7 separate regions of the Mus musculus genome follow, and all the other regions are linked to region 2. Evidence: chromatin contacts called from public Hi-C and HiChIP or PLAC-seq data. All regions are on one chromosome and are shown on one strand. The core of a region is the stretch at or near the end of the contact, and the rest is flanking DNA. Distances in the headings are between cores, read along the strand shown. Region 1 has its middle 9.3 kb from the start of Gm31803. Region 2 holds the start of Smim15 (small integral membrane protein 15). Region 3 has its middle 37 kb from the start of Gm31715. Region 4 has its middle 16 kb from the start of AI197445. Region 5 has its middle 41 kb from the start of Gm31715. Region 6 overlaps Gm31452 (a long non-coding RNA gene). Region 7 overlaps Gm31452 (a long non-coding RNA gene).

Region 1 (3,192 bases), core at 240-2,739, 530 kb after region 2:
CCTTTTTTATATCATTATTATTCCATCTTTTCCCCCATTACTGTATTAAGGTCATTTCTATTAGTCCCTCTTCTGTTTCATTGGCTCCCTCCTCCTTCATTTTCAATCTGCTCTTGAGCCCACCAAGTGGGTTTTTAACCTGTAGCTGTTCCTTCTGTGAAAATGTCCATGAGGTGTATTTTTATTTCTTTACTGAGAATATCATTCTATTAATTTAGCAGATTTTTTGCCCTTCCCTGGGGGAGTATTTTTACAATAGTTGCTTCCATTGTTGATTTTGTCGTTGTCGTCGACATAGATTGATTGACATCCTGTGAGTTGAGTGAATCTGTTTGCTTTTTTTTTTTTTTCTTTCAGGCTTTTGTATGCTGACTAATTTGGATCATGTTCTAGATATTTTAAATGTACTGTGATAAACGCTGGGTTTTTTTTTAATTCTATGGAGAACAGTGATAATTTTGTTAGAGAATTTTAACGGTTTGGCTTTAGGCAACACGGGACAAATGGTTTTGTGTGAGTTCAGCTTCCAACTTCAGTTTTGATTCTGTAAACCGTGTGCTGCCGTTTCGATTGGTCCTGTGTGTATGCTAACTTGCTGGCTAAGCAGAAACCTAGGTGGCAGTTTGTCTCACGATTCACTCTCTCGGAACATGGTATGCTCTTCAGGGTGAAGTGGACAAGTTGTAAAAGACTTGCAATCACGCCAGGGCTTTCCACTGACCAGGTTCCTGCTTTAACTCCATTAGACGTGCAGAGCTTGATATACCCTACTCTTCTGTGCACTCCCTGAAGCTGTGACCAGGTCCAGATGTAGAAATAAATGCAGCAGGATCTTGCTACAGATCCGCTGTTCAGAGAGAGGGCTAATCTTTCTGTAGATTTAGTCCCATGAGATTCTGAGCTGATACCCCTATGACATGTTGCTTGGCAGGGTATGAGACAATGTAAATAACCAAAAATATAGAGGAAATATCTTCCTATCCAAGCATTAGGAGAGATTTTCCTGCTGTTCAAGCTAGAACAAGTTGGCTGGGCCATGCACAGCTTTGCCAGGTATTGGGCAACATGGAATCCAATCAAAGAATAAGACCAGGAAAAATGAATGTGCTTCAAACTCTTGTCTCTATACTTTTTAGAGTCCGTGGATTCTGCAAGTTTTCCAGCTGAAAGAAACGAAGTTGGGTTATTCTATCCCAGAACTACTAGGTACAAATCTGAGCTCTCTGTTTCCTCAGAACTTTGTTTTTTGTACTCCGTGAGGGTTAAACACAGAACTTAGCAACCCTGTACCACCTCTAAGCCTGATGTGGTGCCTTGAATGTGATTTTGTGTCTAGAATTATTAGGACATATGGGCAGGATTCATATCTACCTCATCAAGTTTGAAGCCTCAACAGAAACGGCTAACATGGTTGGACACACCAAGGGAGGCTTAGCCTATCCCTTGATCCTAACTTCTGGCTACTTCTCAGATTTCTCTGTTTTGCTTCATTGGCTATGCTCTGAGCCGGACTGTCTAAAATGGTTTCTGTATTCCTACGTCTGGAACCTGAGCTGAACTACTTGGAACAGTGAGGGCTGACAGTTCACTCGCCACAGGTACTTCTGTATTACACAGCAAGGAAATTTCACAGGAGTCAAGTTTCTTAGACAGGAACTGGATTCCCCAAAGAATCTTCCTCTCTCATGTTTTAGCTTCATTCGACTTTGTGATGCATATGCATACCTTAAACCCTCTTCAGAGCAAGACAGAATAGAAACATGTAAATCAAGTGGAATAGAAACATGTAAATCAGGTATCAAGAGACAAAAAAGAGGTGCACAATAGAAGCGAGAGAGAGAGAGAGAGAGAGAGAGAGAGAGAGAGAGAGCAAACTCAGTTGATAAGTACTTGCTGGAAAAGCCTGGGGACCTGATCTCACCCCCCAAAACCCACACAAGGAAAGTTGGGTGTAGTGGTGCATGACTGTAATCCTAGTACTGGGAAAACAGAGACAGGCAGATCAGTGGGGCATGCTGAAAAGACAGCCTACCCATGCTAGTGAGAGACAGTGGGTCAACAAACAACATGGGTGTTACCTGGGAGGACTGACAATTGTATTGTTCTTTAACCTCACACAGGGGCACAAAATGCAAGGCATCCCCCAACACACACAGACACATGTATACATGCTTACACACACTGACACACACATGCATACATACACACATACACATGCATATGTACGCACATACACATGCACACATACACACACAGGACACAGTGGCTTCCCTAAAGGAATTTTAGGTAGTCTTTAACAGCACCCATGGTTTCCTAAAGGTTATGTTGACATGAAGTGTTGCATTTATTTAAAGGAAGAAGTAGACACATCAGACCTCCTTAAACATAGATTTGAGTTTATTGTTTTACTTAATTTCTAAAGAAGATAATATTTAGACCACCTAAAAGGATTAAAGAGAAATTTTTTTTAAATGATGTGATTTGCTAAAAGGTAGATGTGTTAGAAAAATCAAGGCATATTTTGGGCACCAGCAACCTGCTAGTTGGGCTGGAAATCCTGTGCAGTGCAATTCTGGGTGGTAGACTTTTTTTGCCTCATCGAAGTGTCCATTCACCTTGTAACTGTACCTTGATTTCCTTCTGATAACCATCATTTTCCAAGTCCCAGATGAGAAGCCGAGCAGGAGTCTAAGCAACTGGTTAATGGGAGAATGAAATGATTTAGGGATGGAGACATGAGTCTCTGCCACCAAGGAACCTTGCTGGATCTTTCTACTGAGTGAGAAGCTGAGCAATAGAGAGACCAAGCATACTCATTCTGTCTCTTCCATACTGTACCAAGCCTGAGGCTTCACTGCTACAAACAGATGGAGGGAATAGTGTACAGTGAGAGAATGCTTGGGTCCTGCATCTAGCCATACCTGAATATTCAGAGTGCTGTTCCAGACTCTCAGAGACTGGGGTTTGAACCGGGTGTTAGAGAAGGATGAGGGAAATAGTGCATAACTAGAAAAAGCTGAACATCATTGCAAGAGTGCGTGGCTTTTAGTAGTTTAATACTAAGCCATCTTTCTACCTTTGTCTCCCATGCAGCCCTGACTTTATTCTTTGCTCTACCCACTGAATTTACCACATTCCATTTTTGTATGAATTTATTTAGTTTTTATTATTTTTGAGCATGCATGTTTGTGT
Region 2 (3,056 bases), core at 260-2,759:
ACATTGCTAGAGTCTGAGGTCAAGCAGAGCAATTCAGAAGAGGAGAAAGAGAAGCCAGATTGAATCAGTCAACTTGGCGAGGAGTTTGAGCTAGAACAGCTAGCTGAGTAAGTGAGTTAGCCAGCACACAGGAAGAACAAGAAAGGATGCGCTTTTCAGCAATAAGTCTCAGAAGCTGAAAACACTCTAGGCCTAGATAAGATTGTGTGGAGGCTAGAAGCTTCCGGGACTAGGCCTGGGTTAGCAGACTGAGCAGTAAGCCTCAAAGATGACAATTACAACAGGAGAATAAAAGATACCTTTACAGTAAGATTAGAAATGGAAAAAAAAAAAAAAAAAAAAAAAAAACCTCTAAATTCTCCTCTAAACACAAACAAGTAAAAACATCTTTCTATAATAGTATAGCCTCTTAACACCTATTTCTCCCTAAATTACAACTGCAAATGTCCCAAAATAAGAGTTCTAATTCGTAGAAGCCAAGTATTCTACGTAAATTATTTGAGTACTAAAGTTTTGTCTGAATAATAATGACTTTCACTAACATAAAAAAAATCAAGCTGGCTGGCTGACATGTTACAGGTACCATACCCATAAAGATTTTTAATCTTTGCGTCTACTGTTGGGGATCCAACCCAAAGCCTAGTAGAGCACAGTAGACAGATGCTCCACCGCTGACCAACCAAGAATTTAAACTGCTTGTACTTAAGAATCCTCATTTATTCGTTGGATTGGGTACATCGTTACAAAGTCAAACACTATGCTTTGCTCTTTAAAGGTTTTGTGGTCTGTAGTTCAATTAATGTACCTTACAAGAAAATAAAGAATTACCAAAATAATTATGGTACCCACAACCCGTCACATCAAGAAAACTATCACTGGATTTAACTTCCATGTCCCCATGCTATCTCCGTATTTGTATCAGAAACCATGCCCCTACTTTCAGCACATTAAACTTTCTGGAGACGTTAACCATCCAGTCCCTTGTCGCTACGCCCTCGCCCAGTTGTAACCAGTTTGCAGGAAGGTCCAAGAAAGATCGATCTTTCTCGAGTCCAGTAACGAACTAAATACAAGTCTGCGAAATCCGCCCAACTTTGCAAATAAGACTAGCGCGACTTGATGACTAGGCTATGGCAAAGTTACGGTCCACAGGCCACACATCTCGAGAGCACCTCAGTCTCGCACCAAAACATCCTCGCCTTACTTTCAGGCACATTCCTTCACCTCACAAAGCCTAGGGGACCCGGAGCTGCACCAGGCGTCTCTAGACTTACAGCTTCTCTCCTAACTTTCCCCGCTTAGCATTCTCCTTGCCCCGGGCCATGTCCACGGCCATCAGTCGGCCTCACCGGCTAAGGACGCCGCCCCGCCGAGCGAAGCCGGGCAGGACCCGCGGTCAGGAGCTCAGAGAGCCGGGAGAGCCCGGCCACACGCTCAGCTTAGGCTACAGCAAGCCACCGCAGCCCTAGGGGATCCCCGCTCCCATTCCCACTCACCGCCAGGCAGGAAAGTGGAAAGCGGAAGCCGCTCCGCTCAGGTCCCGCCCGAAGGCGGGGCGGGGCGGGGCGGGATGAGGAAGTGGCGGGCGGGTTTCCGGCGGCGCAATGTCTAGAGCCATAGCGGGAGGGCGGGGAGGGGCGGCGCGGCGAGGCGAGGCGAGGCGCGGAGGCTTCGTGTCCGCGGTCGGGGATGCTGCCGCGCGCCGCTTCGTGTGCGCTGCAGGTGGGGCATCGTGGCCTCGCGTCCTGCGTGGGACGCCGGCGAGGAGACGGAGTGGGTGAGGAGTTCGTCCAGGGGACTCTCAGCCCAGAGAGCCGCAGCTAGACACGAGGGGGACCCCGCAGTCTCCTTAGAGCCTTCTCGAGGCCGTGGAAGGACTGGCGTGTTCCCTAACTCGCCCCTCACTCATGCTGTAGAGTTGAACAATAGTTAAATATTTAAAGATTTGGCCAAGCAGCAGCCCGGCTGGGATGTGTCCAGTGAACCTTGGTAGCAGGGGGAAATGCTGCCACGCTGTGGGAAAGAGGTTCCGTTGTTTGTTTTTCATTTAAGAGCCTAACTTACTTCACAAAGGAATGGTCGATACTTGCCCCAAAGTAAACTGTCAATAATTAAACTGTCAGGGCATAGAGATCGCAATACATAAATAAAGGACTTCAAAAAGTCAACAAGCAGAAAGGGGTGCGTTAAATGGGTCTCCTAATCTACAGGGACGGAAAGATTAGCTCTGGTTTGGTTGGTGCTCAAATTTTGTGATTGCTTGCCTGAACTACTTGCTCTGTTTGACTGCCTCTGGCGAATGTTGCAAGACCTCCTCGCTGTTGTGTGCCAAATAAAGCAAGTTTTTATTCCTGAGAGACTGTGAGCGTTCCCTTTGAGGAGCAAGCCGAGACATGTATGAGTAGTTAGAGTATAACAACAGTAACCATTATTTACCAAGGAGCAGACTTTGGCAGCTAATCTAAGGATCTAAAATACTGCTACCCGGGTATATGCTAATGGCTGCATATTGTAATGGCAGCCGTGGTTTTCTTATTCTTGTGTGAAAGCCTGAAGGATTGCTTAAAACCTGTACAAACAAGCGTACCCATAACCGGCTTGTATCCATAACCGGCTTGTATCCGTGACATGTTCACTTCAGTAGATGGTTCCTCACAAGTTCTGCCTCCCAGTGTGTTGCTCTGTTTTATCTCTAAAGGACCCAGGGTCCCCGCAAGTCTTGGGAATAAAAGGAAGCAGTACCGTAAGGAAGGAACTGAGGAGGGGGTGCACCAGCCTAATCGTGCACAGTACACACACTTACAACGGAGAGAAAGAAAGCAGCAAGCTTCTTTGGCTATTGGAGACCTAGCCTTCACACTCAGATTTTAGGGCTCTCTCTTCTGGTGTATTAGGCAGGCCTGTGCAAGCCCAAGAACAGCATAGAGGTTGCCATGGAGGACAGCCTTACTGGGGCCTGCATTACCTTAACCAAAGATGATAAGTAAGATAGGCTCCCAAACCATGGGCTGACTGTTCCATGGCGAGGTCAGCTTTCTAGTCTCTGTACTGATGCC
Region 3 (2,946 bases), core at 152-2,651, 800 kb after region 2:
GGCATGGGCTATAGGGATTTCATGGGTACCATAAACAAGCAAAGCCTTCTTTGACCTTCTCCTCTGAAGAGCTAAGCCTCTGGACCTGTGGGAAGCCCTGTCCCTTAGAAGGGCTGACACTAGGTTCTTCCACCTACAGAAAAAAGCGCAGAGCAGAGTGTCCTGCGCTAGCTGGAAATACTTAACTGACGTGCGGGCTGTATTTTTCTTCCAGTTTGCCTGTTTGCTTTGAATCACACCAGCCGGGGCTCCACACCTACGCGCCTCATTTGTCAGCCGAGTTTGTGAGGAGTGGCAGTTCTCCTGTACACATCTTAATGATGTACAAAAAGACAGTTTTCCAAAAAAAAAAAAAAAAAAAAATCAAAACTGTCAAAAAAAGAATGCTAAACAACAGAAGTCCCTAATGTCCTGTACTCAACGAGTTTGGCACTTTGATAAGGAAATTGCTCTCCAAGGAGCTAAAGCTGTCTTCACACTGCAAAAACACCTTGGGTTCAGAGACTCCCTCAGTTTGGCCAGCTCTGAGCCCCACCCCCTCATTTCTCCATCCCCTCTACATCCCTTACCTACACCATGATTTTAGACTTGGGTAGCTCTCAACAATGTCTCCACAGCAGTTTTCTTTGTACTGGAAGAAAAGTTTAGATATTTGGGGAGGGGGAGGGTTGGTTTTTGTTTGTTTGTTTGTTGGGGTTTTTTGTTTGGGGTTTGTTTGTTTGTTTGAGGTTTGTTTGCAAGGGAGGGAGGGAGAGACAGAGACAGGCAGACAGGCAGACTGACAGACAAATACATACGCATATCACTTGCAGAGAGTTTCCAGCTGTTTAGATTTTCGCCCAAACATGTGAATAAAAACTACAGGCAAAACAAGCCCTGCCTCTCATACCTTTTATGGATTAACAAATAGCCCTTACCACACTGATGCCCGTTCTTAATTGGACTGTGCTGTGAGGAGCAATTAAGCCTAAATGGCCACTTGCTGAGAGCTGGTGTAAGAAAGGCTGCTAGAGGCATTTGCATTCCCCAAATAGAGCACACATGCTTTGCTTTGGCGCCCATAAAAAAAGGAGATCGACTCCCTCTCTCTCTCTCTCTCTCTCTCTCTCTCACACACACACACACACACACACACACACACACACACACTCTCTCTCTCTCTCACTCGCTTGCTCGCTCACTCGCTCGCTCTGCCTCTCTCTGCTTTTTAGAGTGGGAAAGAGCCGTTGTTTCACACATTCAGTAGAAATTATTCGCAGAAAATTGTTAGACATAATATAATTTTTGTAACTTTTGTGCAAATGAGAGATGTGCCAGTGAAAGAGCTCTTTCTGTGGTGGGGAAAGGCAGTTCCCAGCACCACCCGCCCCACCCCCCATCCTCTGCGGCTACATTGTGTGTGCAAATGACGGATTGGAGCTGGCAAAATGAAGGCGAAAATGAGACAACTCCTGGGACACAAACAGACCCTCACCTGAATAGCGAGTGAATGGGGAAGGAACATGCAGAGGTGTTATCTTCTGGTGCGTTTCCACTCCTGAAGATGAAGGGAAACAAGAATAAAAAGACTGATGGAGAAGCGACCTGCCCCTCGCAGCCCAGGAAGGTGACTGCTGGCAGCCTCCAAGACATTTCCAAACCACGGGGACATGTGCATTGTTGGAGTTGGTTGCTGGTATTTATGTCATTTTTATTTTTATACAGACAAAGGAACAGAAGAAATAAGCTAGAATTTTCTACTGAACTGTGGAGAACGAGCCATTGAAACGGTTGTTTGCAGCTGCTTTTCTCCTAGCAAGGGACAAATCTATCGCTTTTATAAACATTATATTCATCATTACAAAAAGTAGACTTTAAAATGTGGGGAACAGGGGCAAATAATAGGAAGAAAATCACTCCGAATTCAACTACCCACCAATATCCACCATTTGTTATTCTCTGAGCACCATTCAAACATCCTTATGTATACATATATAGATTTTTAAAACTTTCACACACACACAAAAAATCATAAAACCAGCATCCTAAGGCCTATGTGTTTTAAAACTTTTCTGCTTTATTTTACTCTAAGAACAATAAAAACCCTATAATAATGTTGATAAGTTGGTGAACTTCAGAAAAAAAATTCTCTCCTCAACAAATAGTTTGTCAAAGAAGAAAATTAAAAACTGGAGTCGCACAGATTCAGAGCACTCAAAACAGAACTGGGCCTGGGGGAGGGGTACACTAAACCGGTTCCCAGATGAATCCACATCTGAGCCTTTGACCTGGACTCAAGACCAACTGATGCGAGCTCAGTGCTCTGAAATACCTGTGAGGCCATTCTGGGCCCCCTAAACTGTCCGGACTCCGGGACGACAACCAGTCTCTTATGAAAAGACTAGTTAACCTTTGACAGTGAATGAAAAAAAAGAAAAGAAAAGAAATAAAAAGGAAAGGATATGATTGCTCCTGGGCATGACAGAGGAGGACTGTATTGTAGATCTATGGGAGGGCATCGCCAGAGGTGGCGACATCCGGGAGATTCCAGAATGGACTTGACCAGATTGTACTTTGCCAGATGGGGAGACAGAAAGGGGATGGGAGAAGGGGGAGCCAGGTACAGCAGCCAGGAGGCCCAGAGGTACAAAGAGGGCGGTAACCAAAATGGTTGGATTCTACAGGGAAGAGCAGCTCAGCCCCTGAGCTAAAGAGTTCAGGGTAGAGGGCAGGGTATGCCAGCCAGGAGAGCCCTGGCAGCCAAGTCCACTTTGATATGCTAAATAGGAACTTCAGCCATTTGTCCCAGGTTTGAAACCTAAGAGCCAGCACCTATCTTAATTCCTCACTAACAAATCTCATAATAACCAAGGCCCTTGGCAGTTTAAAGCGATTCATTACAGCTACCATTTTGTAAAAAACATGAAATGCCTTTTCCCATCTACTGGAATCTGCATTTCCCCAGAT
Region 4 (3,375 bases), core at 539-3,038, 560 kb after region 2:
CACGGGCTTTCTTTCTAGGACACCCTCTCTTTGGAATGAGCTGCCAATAGTAAAAAGCCCAAACCACCCAATGAAAACATACACAGTAATTCCAGCTGGCAGCTGGCACCAATGGACATCCTTGGACTTCCAGTTCTGTTGAGTCTTCAGGTGACTCCGGCTCCACCTACCATCTCACCACAGTGGGATGCTACAGCTCGAGTGAACACAAGTCAGGTGACCACAGAACTGCATGCATATATATTTAATATATATATACATACATATATGAACTGTCTTTAGATGCACCAGAAGAGAGCCTCAGATTCCATTACAGATGGTTGTGAGCCACCATGTGATTGCTGGGATTTGAACTCAGGACTGTTGGAAAAACAGTCAGTGCTTTTAACCACTGAGCCATCTCTCCAGCCCAGAAAAGTTTTTTTGTTGTTGTTTTTTTTTGTTTTTTGTTTTTTGTTTGGTTTTTTTTTTTTTTTTTTTTTTTTTTTTTTGGTTTTTTAGAGACAGGGTTTCTCTGTGTAGTCCTGGCTGTCTTGGAACTCACTCTGTAGACCAGGCTGGCCTCGAACTAGAAACCCGCCTGCCTCTGCCTCCCAAGTGCTGGGATTAAAGGCGTGCACCACCACCACCTGACTCAGAAAAAGATTTCTTAAACATCCCCTTCCACTAGCCATAATGAGTCACTATTCCAGTTTTCTGTGGCTCTATTCTATGCCTCTCCCGAAGAAAGCTGGCTAGAGGAAACCTCTGAAATGCACCATGTCTGTGTTGCTAACATATCTAGTAGATAGGAAGAAAGCAAGAAAGCAAGAAAGCAAGAAAGCAAGAAAGCAAGAAAGCAAGAAAGCAAGAAAGCAAGAAAGCAAGAAAGCAAGAAAGCAAGAAAGCAAGAAAGCAAGAAAGCAAGAAAGCAAGAAAGCAAGAAAGCAAGAAAGCAAGAAAGCAAGAAAGCAAGAAAGCAAGCAAGCAAGCAAGCAAGCAAGCAAGCAAGCAAGCAAGCAAGAAAGCAAGAAAGCAAGAAAGCAAGAAAGCAAGCAAGCAAGCAAGCAAGAAAGAAAGAAAGAAAGAAAGAAAGAAAGAAGGCTTCTTCAAATAAAATTCCAAGGACTTAACCCAGAAGATCCTGGAGTCTACATCCCTAATGGAGATAAATAGAGAGGACACCCAAAGGTCCAGTGGTGGCTTTCCACATTCTAAAACCTTGGTGGAAGACTTTGACCTGGTCACTGTTGCTTCGTGATACAGTGGCCTCTGCTGGGTCAGGTCCTTCCACTTAGGTCTTGCAGGCTTTGTTGAATATACTGGTACATATGAAAGGAGAAGCAAGCATAGGAAATAACTGTCTCTGTAGAAACCATGACTTATCCCTTATTCTCCTATTCCCTACTGATATTTCCCGAGAACAGAAGGGACACGCACAACCTCATCTACTTCAGCCTCCTCCGCAGCCACTTACTGTCTCAGCAACATGGCTTGGATGTGAATAGAAAGAGTACAGGAGCGTCTTCTGAGAGGGGCTCAGGATGCCTGCATCTGCCAGGGCTTAGTACTTCCAGCCCTTCACACAAAGGGCCCATGCAGGCCACCAGGCAGTGGCTCTGGCCTTCTGTTAGTTTTACAGGTTGCCCTTGTTGACCTGTCCTGCCCAGCTGTTGGTCATGCCCATGTATCAGCAGCACTGGTGACAGGGAAGGGGACTTCCCATTTACTCTGACAACAAGGGACTGGGCACTGCCAGCTCATCCTGTGATTTCATTTCCACTCTCAGCCTGTGAGTCAGAGCGGGGCAATTACTTAGAGCCTGTGTGTATTGTCCAGGATAGCGCTGAGCACAGGAGCTAACCATGTATAAGAACTGAGTGGGCTTGCTCACAAAGCCATTTCCTTCCCTTGAAATCAAACTTAATTAAAAACATGTTAGCCCCATTCTTCCCAGGGCCAGCACTGCCCAGTGCAATGTGTGATCTGCCTCTAAGGGCACCAGTGTGAGGACTCCTGTGCCAATGGCTCAGAGTCGTATGGTGCCCTACCACACTAAAAAAGAAAAAGGAGATTTGCCCAGATAAACAATTTTATGTTGGAAGTGGGCTGAGATGAGTTTTCCCAGGGACTCAGGTATAGTGTCTCATGCCTATAATTCTCAACACGTGGGAGTTTGCAACAGAGGGATTGCCCTGAGTTTAAGGCCACAGCTGCATAATGCATTTTAGGTCGGTCTAGGCTACAGAATGAGACTTGGTCCCCACAGCAAAGCAAAACAAAACAACCCCTCCAGAAATAATAAAAATAAATAAAATAAATAAAAATAGAACTTTAAAGCAGCTACCACAAGCACAGCTTTGTGAGTTTTCAGTGTTCTTACTTGGTTGAGCAGAAACTCCAGTTGTCAAGTCATTGTTGCTTATTAGCTGATGTGGTACCTCATCTGCTTCCAGGGAGTTTATGGCAGGCAATTTATAACACCTACCTTAAAACCAGAAGGAGCCAAGCACTGCCTTCAGGGAGTTGAACTTGCAGTGTGAGAGACTTCTCAGCTACATGGGGGCCTAAGGAGCTTTTCCCTCCAGCAAAAAAAAAAAAAAAGTACCAAGAAAATGAGGTCTAGGTAGGCATCTCTAGGCTCCTTTCAGAACATCTTCCAAGCTCTGGCGGTACAGCCCAGGTCTCTAGAGGGAGGGGCCTGACTCTTCCCCAGGTATCTGACACACCCTGCAGGCTAGCCTGGGGAACCAGTGCTGTTAGCCTCCCAGATGAAATCCCAGGGGAGACGGGAGAGAGGCCTAATCAGAAGAGGCGGGGAGTGAGGCTCAGTGAGGCAAGGCAGCAGCCTGTGTGCGAGTTGAGCTTTATCTCTGAAAGGAGAGCAGGATGTGCCAGGCAGGGTTTTTAATATTCAGGTTGGAAAGGGTTTTAAATGCGACTTGGCATCATCGGCAATAATCTAGTTTAATTTAATTTGCTGCAAAAAGATGCCACTTGTGCCTCTTACGCCGATGCGTGAGAAAATGTCCCCCACTCCCTCCCACACACACTTTCGTCCTGCTCTTTGCTAAATGCCTTGGCTACATTCCTGTGGCCAGAAGGCTCCCAGGGCAGGACACTGGAGCTACTGGTGCAGCTGGGGCTCATTCTCTTTATCCACATGGCCCAGGTCACTGGACTCAGCTCTGCTGTTTTCATCTCATGGGGGACGACTGATAGCCCAGCCACTACTGTGAGTTGTCCTCTGCTTCATTTCTCCTCCTGATACCTGTCAGGCACTGAGATAAAGAGGGCTTGCCGGCATCCTCAGTTGTCACCAACCGCAGCCAGGCAGTCCAGGCTCAGTGGCCTAGCCTCTCCCTATTTCCCATTTCTAAATGCACCGCATTGATT
Region 5 (3,342 bases), core at 760-3,259, 880 kb after region 2:
TCTTATCAGGTAAGCCCAAAGTTTTCTGGTTTTTTTTTTTTTTTTTTTTTTTTGGGTTTTTCAAGATAGGGTTTCTCTGTATAGCCCTGGCTGTCCTGGAACTCACTTTGTAGACCAGGCTGGCCTCGAACTCAGAAATCCGCCTGCCTCTGCCTCCCGAGTGCTGGGATTAAAGGCATGCACCACCACGCCCGGCTCAAAGTTTTCTGTCTTTCAGACCAAATTTTCACCCCAAATCTTGTCTCGTGGCAATGGTCGTTGGAACATGAGTTGTGGGAAAGGATGGAAACATTACTCAATGATCACATTGTTCCGTGCAGTCCTGTGCGTTTACCACTTTGTCTGTCTGAACGAGAAAGAGGCAAATACTCTGCATGTCACTAGGCTGGACCAATGAAGGGAGAGGGCATGGTCTGCCTGGGTGGGTCAGTACAGCTGGACAGACGGTTGCACCTCGCACACATAGCACTGTCTTCTCCAGGCATGTGTTTGCTGCTTTGCAGGGTCTTCCTGTTTTTGATCAGCTTCATGGGTTGATCCCTCCTGAACTCCTAACACGGCTAGGCAGCTTTTAATGGAGAAAGGCACAAGAGGGACTAACAACTATTCCAGCCTTTCCTCAAGTGAACACTCAGGGTTTTTTTCCCCCTTCTACATTATCAAATGCTATAGTACTTTAAACTTCTCCCATCATTAAGCCCTCTGAGTGAAATATTGGACTGATTAATGTGGCATTTTCCACTAAACTGTTTCAGGAAATGTTGCACCTTACCAGTGGGATGCTTTTGAATAATGTAATCTCCTTAGTATAATTAAAACTAAGTTCTGAAGTTAGTACCTTTTATCCCTTGAGGCACTCATCAAAATGTCAAGTGTTCCTTCTAGTAAAACTGCAATCCCATAATACAAACAAATATATTACCCACTGCTCCTCGTGAGCAAGAGGCCCTTGTTGCTTTTTTTTTTTTCTTGTCACTTCATCCTGGGGCGAGAAGCCTAAAAAATATAGTCACCGAAAGCCATTTAGACTCTCACCACTGACCCATGTTCTGTGACAGTACCTGGCTTGCATTTACCAATATGTCTTTTGACTGTCTTCAACAGGTGAACTCCTTGTTGTTGTGTTGCTATGGATGCATAGAAAACAGTGTGGATATTTAAAGTCATTTGCTTTCTTAGGGCTTTTGTGTGGTTTAAAGGGGGAACGAGGAGTCAGGGGGGCAGCCCCCTACTCTGACAGAGAAGCACTTAGAGAGCCTCACAATTCCAAAGGCCTGACTTTTTTTTTTTAAGCAGATTTTTAAAAACTGGCTTGGTAGAGTGTGATTAAAAATGGGAAAATGAATGATTAACATTATTGACAACATTTTCGTCATTACCTCCTGCAAGGTGTCAGGGACAGCCTGACCTCCGTCAGGGCTGCTTCTAGAAGGCCTGCTCTTATGACTTATGCCCTCCAGAGGAACAAGATAGAGTGTAGGAAGATACAGAGAAATGGTGTCAGAGTCTGCCCTCCTCTGGAACAAATAGCAAGTCTGTGAGGCAAGCTCATCGTGCAGGCTTAGGACACTTACTTCTGGCTACCGGAGAACCTTGTATCTTCTCACAAATTATTGGCTTCTTCTAGAAAAACCCAAGACGTGTCAAAGGTTGGCAAGGAGAGCCCATTATTTTGGTCTTCATTTCACTTCCTAGAGAGCCTATTAGCTTCTCCCCTAGAGCCTACACCTGTCATGCAGGAGCCCCGGCTCCAGATATGATGGCCCTGCCAGTCTCCATCTGGGAAGGAGGTGGGAGGAAGTGACAAGGGACAGTGCAGACACTTGGAGACAGAAGGAGCCCAGCAGGACTTTGAAAGTGAAAGAGTCAGTGCTGGAACGTGCTTCTTAGCAAATAATGTTTTCATTCTCAGAAAAACACGCTCCTTTCCAGTCTGCGAGCCAGGCCGACTGCCACTTCCCTTTGCCTGCCAACTAGTCATTAGCAAACAATGAGCAACAGCATGAGTGCGGAAGAGAAAGGGGCGGGCATGCGCAGCACAAAGCAGCGGAGCCGTGGGGGTCAGTGAGGACAGAGCACCCAAGGGCCAGGCTGGATGTGGCTCTCAGCGAGCTGCGGACTGAAAAGAAAGGTGAAGCTAGGCACCGCTGAGAAGTGCTGCCTTGACAGTACAACTGAGCCGAGATACACCCAGGGAATTGGATACCTGAAGATGTATTCAGCCAAGCGTTTGTGCGGCTGAGCCACCGGCTGGAATAGAATGTTTCCTATGCCCAGCCAAAGACAGAAATGCTTAGAGCAAATAATTCAAGAAAGTGGTCCCCTGAACATCCAAGCCCAAGCTGTTTGAATGAGAGACTCTTCAACATAATTTACATGAAACCAGCAATGTATTGGGGAGAGCCTTAGACTGTCTCATTATGATCCACAGGCAAGAATACATCCAGAATGTGTCTGCTCTTGAGACAGCACTAAACCACAGATATCGGCCTAGGCAGCCGCTCTTGCTGGCTGCTGAGTTCAGGTCCTCTTTCTCTGCATGGTCTCTCCCGCTTCTTGCTTGTTCATGCTTTTCTGCTTCTTTCTCCAGATCATGTCTAATGTTCAAATAGCCAAACATGGTGGCTATATCCCCAGAGCTTAATTGTCCTCCATTCAAATGAACCATAAAATTGAACCAACTATTCATTCTCATTCACAATTTCTAGAACAGACCATTTGCTTCACCCGACTTAGGCTCGTCTGTTTTCGAAGCAGGCGCGAGCTGGAGCATGGTGATTAGCAGTCACTCCTGTTCATGGGGGCACAGTCCTGAGGGCTGGGGCTAGGAAGCAGGGCTGAGAATAAACACGCTTTACTACTGACTCTGAATGACTTCAACATGTAGCAGAAATTGTTTTATTAAATGGAGAAATAATAGGCCTTTGTCTTTTTTTTTTTTTAAATAAAAAGGGTTGCAGGATTTTTTTCCCATTTCTGAAAGCTTTTAAAAGGAGTGTGGAGTCAAAAAAAAGACACTAATTTGTCACCTATCATATAGAACAGAGGCTCTCAACCTGTGGGTCATGAGCCCTTTGGGAGCCAAAGGTCTGTTTCACAGGGGTTGCATAAGACCATCTGCATATCAGATATTTACATTATGATTCAAAACAGTAGCAAAATTATAGCTATGAAGTAGCAAGGAAAATAATTTTATAATTGGGGGTCACCACAACTGTATTTAGGGGGTCACAGCATTAGGAAGGTTGAGAACCACGAAATAGAGGAGCAATACCTGGTTTAGGAGCTGGAGGATGTGAGGGCTTCTCACTGTTCCCCTCAACTGGCTGTTCGAGCAAGCTA
Region 6 (3,444 bases), core at 358-2,857, 940 kb after region 2:
ACATCCTGAGGTATTTTCTGCCCACGAACCTCCGGCCTACCTGTGATCAACCACATCTGGTGCAGGCGAGTGAAACTTGTTTAGAGAAATGAAAACATCAGTAACCTCCGGTGTCTAATTTTCGTTCTCACACTGTGAGGGGGAGCAGCGATGAGGACGCACAGGGTCCATCTGGGCAGGTATGCGCCTGCTCTTGTAGCGCCACACCCATAGGGAAGCAGCTTTGAATGTGAGGGCCACACCCACAGTCTACACTCTTTAGCCTCTGCCTTCCTCCCTACCAATTCAGCTGCTCCCTCCACTTATTTTGTTTCATTTTGCTTTTAATGTTTCCCAACACTGATTCCCCACTATTCTATGTAGCTGAGGATGACTTTAAACTTCTGTCTCTGTCTCCCAAATGCAGGGATGCCATCCATGCTCGGGCACACCAGCTTGCTTGCTTGCTTGCTTGCTTGCTTGCTTGCTTGCTTGCTTGCTACTTTGATTCTGGACTTTTCTGAGTTTCTCTTGTTGGCTGCTGTCTCTGACACATCTGGCTGTCATCCATGAGTGGTCTAACCTCCTGGGCAGATACCCATTATTAGATCTATTTTAAATATGATTGCCTTAGGCCAAGTGACAAATTCCTAATCAGTCGCTCACAGTCAGTTATCGGGATCAGGTGACAGAAGGCCTGCCACTGGGCTCCAGAGGTAAAATCTGCGCATGTCCACTACCGCATCAGTCACAACAGAGTGCAAGTTTTTCTTCACAGTCTAGTTCCCTGCAGGACACTAACCCTAAGACCGGTAATGGCATCTTCCTCTTCACACCTCCAGCACAAAGCTGGTGCCGGGTAGGCTCTCAGTATAGCTCTGTCAAAGTTAATTGAGCCGACAGTAAAAGCAGACAGCCAAATTTGAATCGCAGGGATGATATTTCTCTGCTGCTCAATGAGTGCAAATTACTTGACCTTTCTGAACTTTCTCCTCCTATGTAGGAAGGTCTTTATTGCACGCCACAGAAATCCACTGTTACAGATTTCTTCTCAGATAACAAAAGATAAATGCACTTAATTTACAATATAAAAACCTTCATGATAAATATTAAATAAGACATCGGCATACATGTCGCCTCTCTGGCTGTACCTCTGCCATGTGTTGTAACTATGTGCAAATATGTGTTCCTTCCCATCAGAGGGTCCCAAAGAACGGGATCTGGGCTTCCCTAACTTCTGTATCCTTGTCTCCTCCTACGCTAAAGCTCTGCACAAATTAATAGTGTGAAAGGTCAGCAGATTCAGGTACCGCTTGTACTTAAAATCTTCACATTAGGGTTTTTTGTTGTTGTGTTTTACAAATCAAACACTGGTCGCATGAAGCATCATGCATACATTAAATTCAAATCTATCTATCTTCGACAATTCAGAATGCTGAACAGTTTCTCAGAGCAAATGAAATCGAGGCTCATGGGGATCCAGTCTTTCAGTGTGTGTCTCCATCTACTGTATTTACAGGAGAGTTGCTCCCTCTCAGAGTGACTTTCCTCAGCTTCTCTCTGCGGACAGTCAAGCCGCAGCCCTGGGATACGAGTGCATGTCCTCAGCAGCCACTAGGGGGCAGGCTAGCGTCTCTTGCAGAGTACTTACCCCCAAGGGCAAGTGAGTCTAGAGGAAACAGTAAATACACCAGTTGTGACCGCGTTGTTTCCAAATGGAAAAATACACGCGGGCATGTCCAGATTCTCATTTCGTATTCCTTTCGCTGGATATGTGATCCTTCGGCTCAGCTTACCTCTTGTTTTCTATTTCCTCCTTCCAAGTCTTTCTCCTACGGGTTGCAACAAATGAGCCTTTTTTCCCTTTGAGAGGCTTAACCCACAAAAACAAATCAGGAGGTGACACAAACACTGCATAATTTAGTTAGTGAAGGTTTGATGGCTGAGGTTTCATTTGGGTTTCTCTTAGAATAAAGCCTGATTTTTCTCAAGTTTTTCATGTATTAAACAGCTAGTCAAGATGAAGGGGAGACAGAGATTCAAAGAAACAAAATAAAAACAAACAAACAATGAGCGGGAAAGGGATGGGAGGTCTGTTATAGAGGGAGATCAGAGAATAAACAACTGCTGAAAGATAGCTTCAGAAAAGAAGTTGACCTGAGGGTCCTATTGGTCCATGCCAAGATATCAGCACCAGACAGACAGCTGTCTGCTGCTGGCTGGAACTTCCGCAATTGTGACAGCTGCTTCCTCATCTGGAATGAAAGTGATTTGGACTAGATAATCTTCTAACTCAAAAGTGGGTCTGTGCCAAACGAGGGAAAGCATGGGGTGGGTGTATAAGAAAAACTCTGGGAGACTCTGAGAACAAACAAACCGAGTGCAAAGCCAGAATTATCTACCAGAACACCTGCTTGCAGACACAGTATGTCCTCCCAGATAGAGCTCCGCCCCTACCTTGCCCCTGACCTTCCATCTACTACTGCAAGCCCAGGGGAGGTGGAAGGCCTCTGAGCCCCAGGAACTACGGAACAACGGGACTGGTGTAAGAGAACTGGTGTGGGCTGAGACTCTGAAGGAGACATTTTCAACCCTAAATGACAAACTACTAGCATTCTAACAAGAACTTGCTCTATCCTGGCTAGGGGAATATACACCCCTGGGGACTGGGTCGATCTTCTGTCCTGGGTGGTTTGAGCTGAGCTGCAGGTGTCCCTGTGAACATTATATGACATTTAGGAAAAGCCAGTATCTTTTGATCTTGCCTGCACTGTTGCAATTATACTAATTTCATAGCACCCTAATAGTCAACCAGGCTGTGGTTTCAAAGCTAATACTGTTCTCTAACATCATGATAACCGATTAATTACTATTTACCAAGCTCACATTTTCATGTTAATATTTCTGAGAGCTGTCTCCACATAATCACCATAATTACTGGTGATAGAGCTTCCACCCCTTAAAGTTAGATTACTTATAGCCAGTGTCCTTATAGGTGTAAAATATTACTTTACACATAAAATATACATGTATGTGAAAAAGTCAACATAAACTGCTACAAATTTGCTTCATCTGCAATTTCAAATATGCACCACTAGGGGGATGATGCTATTTAAATGGTCACTCTAGGGCTCAGTTCTAAAATGCAGATTCCTAGGCCTTGCGGACTTAAGAATTTTCTGAGTAGGAGGTTGTAAAATATCTGCCTTTTAAATAAATCTCCGGAGTGAATTTGAGGCATGCTGTCAGATATCAGTAATTAAACTCTTTCTAGCTCGTGTAACTGCCCTGCTCTCTCTCTCTACAGAAAAATTACCATCAAAATGAAATCCACATTTCTCGCAGCGGGCCTCAAGTCCCTATGAGATTAAAACTTAATCAGCTCTCCTAGGACCTCCGATGCTCTTCTCTCGCTGTTCTTTAGAGAAACCTTGGGGCTTTAGAGCGAAGTCGTTCCTCACCTCT
Region 7 (3,133 bases), core at 336-2,835, 970 kb after region 2:
GAGCTGCTCAAAACTTCTTTTCCAGCTTAGATGAAGTCACGCTGCCCTCCTGCCCTTGGCCTATTTTGTGCATTTTCTATCATTCCTGGTCCAACCTTCTCCTCCACTCCTCACATCTGAGCATGAACTTTTTACCCTGTCTTCCTATCACCTAACTCTAGCTTCTACAGAAAAATCAAATTAAGCTAAATCTCAATCAATCAACTACCCTTTCCAAAGATATCTAGCACACTCTTGTTGGGGTTAGCTTGGGTGCTGCTACATATTCAAATGCTAAATTCTGTACCCCCAAGATCTGCTTGCCCCAAGACTACTCCCAGTACACCAGGTTTTGTTGTGTAAACCTTGCCCCCTAATTTAAAACTATTGGTTAAATAAAGATGACTATAGTCAGTGACTGGAGGGAAGAGAGGTAGGTGGGTTTTCAGTTACCGGGCTGGGGTCACAGGTAGGGACAACTAAGAGGAGGAGAAAGGAAAAAGAGGAGAGTGAATGAGGGGAAAGATGTAGAGAATACGAAGTCTCCATTAGACGTGGGGGACCAGCAGCACAGGACATAGTGAAATGACCCCCCCCCCCCGCCCTCCAGCCCCGGACAGACTGCTCGAACAGAAATAACTTGGAAGATTCAAACAGCAAGTTCTTGGGGAGCATGGCTGGGAAAGTAGACAATCTAGCAAATAGGAAATTAGACTAGGAGTATTTATTTAGCTTTTGCACAATTTCCTCAGTAATTGTGCAAAAGCTAAATAAATAAATCATAGCCTGGTTGCATAAACTTGGAAGCAAGGTGGGGACAGGTATAATTCATTTAATTTACACACTCCTAATTTATCATTATGGCTATCATTATAGATATCTGGCCTCCTTCCCTGACTTTTTTTTTTTTTTTTCCCTAACAAGACAATTCCTTGCTATGTGGTCTGAGGCTGGCCTTGAACTCACTATGTAACTCAACATGGCCTCAGACTCTCAGCAGTCACCCTGCCTTGTTTTCTCATGTTCTGGGATTACAGACCTGAGCCACCACCCCTAGCTCTCTGTCTGATTCTTTGTACCTTGTTTTAGCTTTGTTTTACAAAGTTCTCTAGGAGGTGATTTTTAAGTTTTACTTGCAAACTCAGACATCAGCATTACCAATAACATAAAGACTAACAAGGAATCTAGAAACCAATGTTTGCTTTGCCTCTTAAAGGGGTGGACAATACCACAGTACTCTAAAGCAGGCGTGTCCGACCTTTTGACACTGAAACATGACATTACCTCCTACAAGGCTCATACTCGTGTACAAGAACAAATGCCAAAAAATACCTCTCGCGTTTAAAGGACATTTATGACTTTGTGTCAGGCTTCACGTACGGTTCTCCTTGGTGACATGTGCCCCGCGGGGGACACATTCTTTAGGGCAGTAAGCCTACCATTCCCAGCAAAGTGAACCCAGACTCATTGCTCTCATTTCCACCTGACTCAAAGCTACTTAGTGGGGGACTGTTTCTAATCCTCCCGTTGCTACTAGGAGCAGGTTGCTATGAGCTCAGTGTGTGATTCCAGGCCTGCTAAATCACCGCTTTGTTCAGGCATTTCATACTCATGGGAATAGTTCACGGAAAAACAAAAAAACGCCCACACCCCAACCCAGGAGCAGACAGCGCTGTACACAGGGGCGGTCAGAGCTGCTGCTCCCTCCTTCTCAAGCCAGGATTAGATCAACAGAGTTTGGGGCTGAAAGGTTCCCTGTTACGAAAGTCAAAAGGAACCCTGCAAGGACAGCCGATTAGGAGAGGGAGGCAGGGACAAGATAAAAAAGCAGGGCAGACAGACAAATCGGACGCAGGAAAATGGTTCAAATTGAAGCAGGCAGGTGGGAGCAAACAGGGAAGGACTGTAAGTGATGCCGGTCACGTGGGCAGCCTCTTCTGCCACGCTGGCAAGCCATTAAAATCTGCAAGGAGCAATGCATCCAGGACGATTTTAGCAGGGTGCCTGTCATAGGCACAAGAAAGGGAAAGCTGCACAGCGGCTTAGAGACCAGAAAAATGAGAAAATGACCTAAGAGGTTTTACAAATCTATTCACATTCTTAAAAGGTACTTTCGGGCTACTGCCTACCTATCACCGGGGAGTATCTCCAGCTGCAGCCCTGATGGATGGGGGAAGCTGTCTCTCTAGTACTAGGAACGTCCAGAGTTCTGTAGGAGGGAAGGGAGTCCTGGAAACTCCCCGATGAGAATAATCTGGATCCATATGGGGTGTAACATTCTATCAGCTTGTGAATTTTAAAAACTATCCTAAGGCCCAAAACTAATCCTTCCATTATGGGCCGCTGCCTGCTGTGCTTCGCATGCATTATGTGAAATGGATTATAGCTAGTTTTTCAAAGTCAGCAGATTGTTATTCACCCATATGTTGACAATCAGTTTGCTGGGCTCTCTTTGGCTTTCCTAACAGGGACCCTTCAACCCCCAACTCTGCTTCCTAATCCTGGCTTGAGAAGGAGGAGAGCCCTGGCCGCCCCTGTGTACAGCGCTGTCTGCTCCTGGGTTGGGGTGTGGGCGTTTTGTTTTCGTGAACTATTCTTATGAGTATGAAATGCCTGTGGCTATTCTGTCAGGGCCTCCATGGAGAGCAAACATTCTCCTCACTCAAAAGTCCCCACCAGCAACACCATTACCTTTTCCATTTACAAACTGCATCAGATACTTTTTATTACAAATAAAATGTTATAGTATCTATAATTTAAATATCATTACTTTTATAGGATCTATAATTTATCTAGCTATAGAAACTTATATCTAAAATGATAGATTATGTGAAGTATATTACAGATTTCCAATTGTGTAATTTACATAAATTATGTGTTACATATAACAAATACTATATATCATAAAATCATAAGAAACTAATTTTATAATATATATAATCTTCATATAATTTATGATACATATAACTTTTAAAAATTAAATAGCCTCTGAACTTTTGACAGGTTTTACTCTTAGCTTTTTAACTATTCTTTATTTTGTTGGGAGAGTTTGAGCACACTACAGTACAAGTGGGAGAGTCCAGTCTCTCTTTCCATCATGCGGGTTCCAGATACTGAACTCAGGTTGCTAATCTTAATGGCAAGAACCTTTGCC

What was found. A called contact is a pair of places that touch in the nucleus more often than the background predicts. HiChIP or PLAC-seq counts read pairs in DNA pulled down with a chosen protein or histone mark.
Region 1: a contact with region 2 is called in a Hi-C map of nephron progenitors, with 2.3 times the contacts expected there. The contact joins the enhancer-like site here to the promoter of Smim15 in region 2. A contact is called at or near these places in 1 of 484 Hi-C or Micro-C datasets (nephron progenitors), 7 of 115 datasets of contacts at active chromatin or transcription factors (T-cell acute lymphoblastic leukemia, embryonic basal ganglia, embryonic forebrain and 4 more) and 2 of 9 other capture datasets (embryonic stem cells and liver).
Region 3: an H3K4me3 HiChIP or PLAC-seq map of forebrain shows a contact between it and region 2, with 8 times the contacts expected there. The contact joins the enhancer-like site here to the promoter of Smim15 in region 2. A contact is called at or near these places in 6 of 484 Hi-C or Micro-C datasets (cerebral cortex, cortical neurons and uterus), 8 of 115 datasets of contacts at active chromatin or transcription factors (acute myeloid leukemia, astrocytes, differentiating embryonic stem cells and 5 more) and 1 of 9 other capture datasets (embryonic stem cells).
Region 4: an H3K4me3 HiChIP or PLAC-seq map of neural progenitor cells shows a contact between it and region 2, with 5 times the contacts expected there. The contact joins the enhancer-like site here to the promoter of Smim15 in region 2. A contact is called at or near these places in 4 of 39 promoter capture datasets (the 3T3-L1 cell line, the SN4741 cell line, hippocampal neurons and 1 more), 3 of 484 Hi-C or Micro-C datasets (bone marrow-derived macrophages and embryonic fibroblasts) and 18 of 115 datasets of contacts at active chromatin or transcription factors (cardiomyocytes, craniofacial prominence, differentiating embryonic stem cells and 15 more).
Region 5: an H3K4me3 HiChIP or PLAC-seq map of neural tube shows a contact between it and region 2, with 6 times the contacts expected there. The contact joins the enhancer-like site here to the promoter of Smim15 in region 2. A contact is called at or near these places in 12 of 115 datasets of contacts at active chromatin or transcription factors (acute myeloid leukemia, craniofacial prominence, differentiating embryonic stem cells and 9 more) and 2 of 9 other capture datasets (adipose tissue and pancreatic islet).
Region 6: a contact with region 2 is called in an H3K4me3 HiChIP or PLAC-seq map of forebrain, with 12 times the contacts expected there. The contact joins the enhancer-like site here to the promoter of Smim15 in region 2. A contact is called at or near these places in 2 of 39 promoter capture datasets (embryonic stem cells and hippocampal neurons), 1 of 15 datasets of contacts at CTCF or cohesin (large pre-B cells), 17 of 484 Hi-C or Micro-C datasets (B cells, the Ba/F3 cell line, the G1E-ER4 cell line and 11 more), 23 of 115 datasets of contacts at active chromatin or transcription factors (the 230-238 cell line, the NIH/3T3 cell line, astrocytes and 16 more) and 3 of 9 other capture datasets (adipose tissue, embryonic stem cells and liver).
Region 7: an H3K4me3 HiChIP or PLAC-seq map of embryonic basal ganglia shows a contact between it and region 2, with 7 times the contacts expected there. The contact joins the enhancer-like site here to the promoter of Smim15 in region 2. A contact is called at or near these places in 5 of 115 datasets of contacts at active chromatin or transcription factors (astrocytes, embryonic basal ganglia, embryonic forebrain and 2 more) and 2 of 9 other capture datasets (adipose tissue and embryonic stem cells).

The regions. Positions count from the first base shown.
Region 1 is chr13:107,512,263-107,515,454 of GRCm38.p6, reverse strand. No RefSeq gene overlaps it. Among named protein-coding and RNA genes, the nearest start is that of Gm31803, 9.3 kb to the right of the region's middle. Within about 2 kb of position 1,489, at least 4 of the 459 cell types and tissues checked have an H3K27ac peak or open chromatin away from gene starts, as enhancers often do. A contact at or near this core is called in nephron progenitors, where this site is marked.
Region 2 is chr13:108,042,927-108,045,982 of GRCm38.p6, reverse strand. It overlaps Smim15 (small integral membrane protein 15), which reads right to left and starts at 1,509. Exons shown (of 3, transcript NM_001048250.2): 1 at 1,497-1,509. It overlaps Gm41055 (a long non-coding RNA gene), which reads left to right and starts at 1,512. Exons shown (of 5, transcript XR_003950673.1): 1 at 1,512-1,777.
Region 3 is chr13:107,245,591-107,248,536 of GRCm38.p6, reverse strand. No RefSeq gene overlaps it. Among named protein-coding and RNA genes, the nearest start is that of Gm31715, 37 kb to the right of the region's middle. Within about 2 kb of position 1,401, at least 34 of the 459 cell types and tissues checked have an H3K27ac peak or open chromatin away from gene starts, as enhancers often do. A contact at or near this core is called in cerebral cortex, cortical neurons, embryonic forebrain and 2 more, where this site is marked.
Region 4 is chr13:107,484,199-107,487,573 of GRCm38.p6, reverse strand. No RefSeq gene overlaps it. Among named protein-coding and RNA genes, the nearest start is that of AI197445, 16 kb to the right of the region's middle. Within about 2 kb of position 1,788, at least 65 of the 459 cell types and tissues checked have an H3K27ac peak or open chromatin away from gene starts, as enhancers often do. A contact at or near this core is called in the SN4741 cell line, bone marrow-derived macrophages, embryonic limb bud and 2 more, where this site is marked.
Region 5 is chr13:107,167,493-107,170,834 of GRCm38.p6, reverse strand. No RefSeq gene overlaps it. Among named protein-coding and RNA genes, the nearest start is that of Gm31715, 41 kb to the left of the region's middle. Within about 2 kb of position 2,009, at least 135 of the 459 cell types and tissues checked have an H3K27ac peak or open chromatin away from gene starts, as enhancers often do. A contact at or near this core is called in craniofacial prominence, embryonic basal ganglia, embryonic forebrain and 3 more, where this site is marked.
Region 6 is chr13:107,099,939-107,103,382 of GRCm38.p6, reverse strand. All of the region lies in intron 4 of Gm31452 (a long non-coding RNA gene), which reads right to left. Among named protein-coding and RNA genes, the nearest start is that of Gm41051, 20 kb to the left of the region's middle. Within about 2 kb of position 1,607, at least 105 of the 459 cell types and tissues checked have an H3K27ac peak or open chromatin away from gene starts, as enhancers often do. A contact at or near this core is called in the 230-238 cell line, the Ba/F3 cell line, the G1E-ER4 cell line and 6 more, where this site is marked.
Region 7 is chr13:107,071,918-107,075,050 of GRCm38.p6, reverse strand. The region is part of intron 1 of Gm31452 (a long non-coding RNA gene); the gene reads right to left. Among named protein-coding and RNA genes, the nearest start is that of Gm31452, 9.8 kb to the right of the region's middle. Within about 2 kb of position 1,585, at least 122 of the 459 cell types and tissues checked have an H3K27ac peak or open chromatin away from gene starts, as enhancers often do. A contact at or near this core is called in adipose tissue, astrocytes, embryonic basal ganglia and 1 more, where this site is marked.